Regions from separate parts of the Mus musculus genome. Here region 2 is linked to region 1. A link is a contact called in public promoter capture Hi-C data. All regions are on one chromosome and are shown on one strand. Each heading gives the region's core, a stretch centred on a gene start, on an enhancer-like site or on the middle of the called end of the contact. The rest is flanking DNA. Distances are from core to core; before and after follow the strand shown. Region 1 holds the start of Ugt3a1 (UDP glycosyltransferases 3 family, polypeptide A1). Region 2 overlaps Rai14 (retinoic acid induced 14).

The links. Promoter capture Hi-C pulls out the DNA fragments that hold promoters and counts their contacts.
Region 2: a contact with region 1 is called in a promoter capture Hi-C map of liver, with 4 times the contacts expected there. The contact joins the enhancer-like site here to the promoter of Ugt3a1 in region 1. A contact is called at or near these places in 2 of 39 promoter capture datasets (liver and pre-B cells) and 1 of 9 other capture datasets (liver).

The regions. Positions count from the first base shown.
Region 1 is chr15:9,278,439-9,281,138 of GRCm38.p6, reverse strand. It overlaps Ugt3a1 (UDP glycosyltransferases 3 family, polypeptide A1), which reads right to left and starts at 1,310. Exons shown (of 7, transcript NM_207216.2): 1 at 1,092-1,310. The coding sequence starts at 1,185.
Region 2 is chr15:10,688,961-10,691,660 of GRCm38.p6, reverse strand. It overlaps Rai14 (retinoic acid induced 14), which reads left to right. Exons shown (of 18, transcript NM_001166408.1): 2 at 1,209-1,290. The coding sequence starts at 1,255. Among named protein-coding and RNA genes, the nearest start is that of Gm52214, 19 kb to the left of the region's middle. Within about 2 kb of position 1,265, at least 82 of the 459 cell types and tissues checked have an H3K27ac peak or open chromatin away from gene starts, as enhancers often do. A contact at or near this core is called in liver, where this site is marked.

The sequences.
Region 1 (2,700 bases), core at 61-2,560:
TGGGTAATTTCTATTATAAGTGAGTTCTGATCACAGGTTAGAAGTTAAGTGTTTACGATCCTTTGCAGAAGTTTGAAGGTTAATTCTGCTAGAATTCTTTCCTAGCACAATGGGATAAAACTTTCTTCACCTCTGCCACGCTATTATATCTGTGTCCTTTCTTGCCCTAATTCTTGGGTTACATCCTATTCAACTATAAATCCAAACAAATTGACTATTTGAAAAGAAAATTGTTTTCACAAAGCCTATATACAGGCTTCTTGTGACCTATTACCTGTTGGCACTAATATGTATTTCTCCTACCTGACCCAGTCTTTTTGTTGTTGTTGTTTTTGGTGTTTGTTTGTTTGTTTGTTTGTTTTGTTTTCGTTTTTTTGAGACAGGGTTTCTCTGTATAGCCCTGGCTGTCCTGGAACTCACTTTGTAGACCAGGCTAGCCTTGAACTCAGAAATCTGCCTGCCTCTGCCTCCTGAGTGCTGAGATTAGAGGCATTCGCCACCACACCCAGATCTGGCTCAGTCTTTTATCAGTGATCCATGTACATGAAGTTGCTGTTATCATGAGCCCCAAACCAAACCATGGAACCAGGACATTTGTGATGTTAAGAGTAACATATCAGGTCCTGGAAATAAGATGATGTCCTGGTGACATGCAAACTTTGAGGCCTGGGTACTTATATAGAAGAACATCTTTCAAAACCAAAAATGTTTATGAATGTTAGCTTCCCCAGAAAAATCAAGAAATGTTCACTGCTCCCTTTGTGGGATAAATAGGCTGAACACTGCATGATCTGCCTCCCACCCACTCACAACTAAAACCCCAGTAGAGAAGCCTTTCTTACAAACCCCCCTCTGCATTCCTCCTGCTGTTTCCACATCACATTATATCACCATCTACTGCTGTTCTCTCCCTTGGGTAGAGTCCTCTCTGAGCACAACTTTGCACACACAGTCCATAGCCCCTCCCACAGGTGTGGTCTACACCTAGATAGAAAAATCTCATGTAAGGTCAATTATGTGTGATTTTTGTGAAACATGTTAACCCAGGTATCACAGTTTAAGAAGACTCTATATTCCCAGCAAGAACTTACTCAGTGTAGATATAGTCAGGATTTTTGCAGCCTCCAAGAGAAGAACCTCAAGGAGAAAGAAGCTCACAAGAAGCCAACTCCGATGTGCAGCCATCTATAGAACATGTGAAGCCCTGGCACAGGTTGCACACCTAGAAAGCTGTGCTCCACTAAGGGATCCTGTAAGGCTCTGTCACAAAGCACTGTCTGTTGCCGTGAAATGGGGTAAAGGGAGAAAATAGTTTATATTCTTTTTCCAAATGCCCTTTTGCCCTTGGCCTTGTCTCTGCTAATCTCTTTCCAGTGGATACTGTTTCACCCTCCTTAACTAGTGTTGAAAGAAAAAACAGGTGAAGAGTTAATTTTTAACTTGTCCTAAAATCACAATATTTTCCTTGTTAGCCTCAAAAAACTCTAAAGTGGGAATGTAGGGACCTTGGCAAACCCTGTCAATGACCGCATCCTAAAGTGGCATATACCATGGACATTTTACAAGCCTAGTCACAAGCTTACAAGATGCTACTTCCTCCATCACTCCTCTATCTGTATCCTAATGCCATGTCTGGAGCTCATTACCCTGGGTACAAGTTTTTAAATCTCCAGTGGTGCCAATCATGAACTAATCTTCAAGGAAAACACTCAAGATTATTGCTTGACATGTCTTACTATTCACAGATGCATGAAAATGTGCTAGTGGCCTATGTACCCAAAAGGCAGAAGAAAAAATTGTTAAACCTCCAATTCTGAATGAACTTCATGAAACAGAACAGAACTATTCCACAATCCTTCCAAGAACAAGTTCAGGACAGAGTCCAGATCCGTTTACTTGTAGATCAGCACGGGAGGAAGGAGCACACTGCCCCGAGCAGTCATCTTCACACTCCAGTGTAAAACCAAACTGCTTTAGCCAAGTTTCCCAGTGCAGTTTCCAGCTCCAAAGCAGGAAAAGAATCTGCCTCTGTATTTACCAAGCATGCAGAATACAGCCTTGAATTCTGCTCTACTCTGTAGCAGTGTGTCTTGTGTCTCTAAGACTTTGTCTATGCCTGAGTTTAAGCATGATACTCTGGTATAATTCACAGTCATAAAACTGAAGAGACAAAAAGAAGAAGAAATAGTGTGAGAAAGAGGACTGCAGTGTTCTTCCCCCAAAAACTCAGTCAAACTTTTGTTCTCATATTTCTCAAATGTATTAGGGTAATGGTTAACTTATTGTCAGCTACAGTAGACTAAGGGATACTCAGACAGCTGGTAAGGAAGGCATCACTTTTGGCCAGGTGTGAGGCTCCTTCCAGATGGAAGTAGTTTTGGTATCAGTGAAGAGAGTAAGGAAATTCCACCCTCACCCAAAGTGTCTGAGCACCATCATGTCCACTGAGGTTCTGGAAGCAAAAGTTCTCTCTCTCTCTCTCTCTCTCTCTCTCTCTCTCTCTCTCTCTCTCTCTCTCTCTCTCCCTCTCCCTTCCCCTCCCCCTCCCTCTTTCCCTCTCCCTCCCCCTCCCTCTTTCCCTCTCCCTCCCCCTCCCTCTTTCCCTCTCCCTCTCCCTCCCCCTCCCCCTCCCCCTCCCTCTCCCTCTTTCCCTCTCCCTTTTCTGGAGATCAGACACCTATCTTCTCCTAGTTTCAAACA
Region 2 (2,700 bases), core at 16-2,515, 1.4 Mb before region 1:
GTTGTTCTTGGCATTTTCTACCAACTGCACTGTGCATTTAAGAGGAGCAGGGGAGGGAGGCAAGCACTGGAAAAATAAGCAAGGGATAAACAGCACGTGGAAGAGGAACGCTTTTCTCTCATCTCCTATTTAACCCTTAAAAGGAGGTCAGTTGTACGACTGCAAAATGAAGGATACATTGATTACTTCAGTAGGCATGTGCTGCTTTGGTTTTTATTACTGTAATGAAATACCCATGTCTGGATAACACTATCAAGGAAGGATTATTAGTTGGTGATTGCGCAGGTTCAAAGGCATGTTTCTTTAGAAGACCTTGGAGCAAATGACAGTGTTGGGAGACCCTGTAAAAGGGAAAGCTCCACTTGCTGGAAGGGCGGAGCTTTAAGGGTCACTTTGCTCTCATCCCAAGAGACCAGGGAGCCCTTCAGAGATCACTCTCCCAATGACAAAGACCTCCCTGCAGACCTCGCCTCTTAGTGATCCCATCACCTCCCATATCACCAAGCTTCCAATACTGGAATTCCCCAGCAAGCCACACCCCAACCACAGCAGAGAAGAGAGTCGGGCGAGACTCACAGACGCCCCAATCTTATATGCTTGGTAATTTAAGTCTAAGACCCTGAAGCAGAGTAGAGTGTTTATTGCCAAGGGACTGGAAGTGAGGAGATGGACTGAGTAAATGCCAATCGAAAGATATGTTTCTGCTTGACAAGAGGAATGGACTCCAGAGCTCTGTTGTGTGGCCTGGTGACTCCTGTAAATGGCAGTCTGTGTACTTGACATTACCAGGGCTTAAAGGTTCTCATCGTAGTACAGTGAGAAGCGTGTGAAGTAACGGGTGGGTTAATTGGCCCATTGGCTGTTCTGCAATGTATATGTATTTCTAAATATCACAGTTGAGGTGGGAGGTATGTGCAGGTTTTCTATGTCAGCTAAAATATACGAAGAGGATAAAACAGTTCTCGTTTTTTTGTTTTCTGTTTTTCTTCTAATTTGTACGTGTCAGGGGGTCTGCGGGTGTGTATCGTGAGTGGGAGAGCTTTATGTTCTTCGCTGCCACCCCGCTGCTCACTGACAGCCAGCTCAGTCCAACCCTATCTCCTCCGCCTCCTCATAGCCCAGTGTCGTAATCCAATCAGGGGAGAAAATCTGTAGTGTTTACTTGGCAAGCTACATTCATTCATTTTTTTCTCTCCCTCTCTGCTTAGGTATTGACAAATCTCCCAGGACTTTGGAAGGCTGAATGGACTAAACATGAAGAGCCTGAAAGCAAAGTTTCGGAAGAGCGATGTAAGTACGCAGTGACTCACAGTCTGGCTGCCCCACCGTGCTCCTTGGGCCTATGGAAACAGCCATGCTCCAGCCCTGATAAGGCTCTGGGTTAATCAACTACAGATTCCGAAGCACGGGCCCGCCAGCACAACGTGGTGTCTGCGAATGAGCGGGGTTTAGTGTGCTGTTTGTGTGTCCAGCTTTCCGAAACGCCTGTAAAGGCCAAAAGAAACTCTTCCTGTCATGGAGAGACAGGAGCAGTCAAGTGGAAGGAGCAGGAAAAGCCAGTGTTTCCAATCCTGATTTAGAATGTCATTTTATTAATTTTATATTTATTATTAATCCACTCTAGTTTTTTGCCCGACCCCCACCCCTGAGAGAATCTTACTTTGTACAGTGTCCGGCCTTGAACTGATGGCAATCCTCCTGCTTCAGCCTTCTAAGTGCTTACTCATCATAGTTGGCCAGAATAGGGGTGATAAAGGACTTACATTATTAACATTGTTCCCTTGGTCTTTAAGAACCTTGAACTCAGTGTTTGTAGTTCACTAGTCTTTTTACTCCCCCTACATTCCTGAATTTTTTTTTTTTCTCACAAAGTCCATCATAAACAACTTTAGATTGGCGGACTGGATATAAGGTCTGAAACATGAAGGTCTCCCATCAGAGAAGGTGACAAGGACTCGAATAGCGATACTCTCAAAGAGTCTTACCTCTTAAGCTGTGCTGGGATCCGAGTCTTGTAACAAGCTACATTCCAAAAGCTTCAAGCGAAACAGTTGCACGAGAGAGAAATTCATGGAAGAGCATTAGATAGAAGCCCAGGCAAGTCAACCTTCAAAATAGGCTTGCTCTGTTACTGCCTAAGATTGCGTAATTAAAGGCAAGCCTGGAGTTTTGTGCTCTGCCATGAATTTATTTCAGCAGGTTGGCACGGTTTCGAGTTTGCAGTAAAGGAGGCTGCATCTTCATGGCTAGTGCACTCTGCGTGCACCTACTTATCTCTCAGACTGCGCTGTGATGAGTAGCTGTGTACTTACTACTTTGATAAGAGGCCAGACTCGATGCTTCGAGAGTGACTCCAAAGTATCAGCTCTTGAAAAAAAAAAAAAAGTAACAAGAAATCTTAGAGAAAAATTCATTTCACTCTTAAGGCAAATTAACTGCAACTCAGAGAATGTGAAGTGACTTGAGCAAGGTCAGATAGTTAAACCCTTCTGTCACTTCCTCAGACGCCCCTCCCCCAAGCACACTTTACTATGCTCCCCGGCTGGCCGATGGTACTAAGCCTATGTGTCACCTTTGGCTTCAATTAAAGAGGAAAGGCTAGTAATACACTGCCTTGCCCAGTTCCAGAGGTACCAGTCTATAAATTACCAAATAAGGGAATTTGGGGTGGAACGATAGCTCAATGGTAGAGCATTTGCT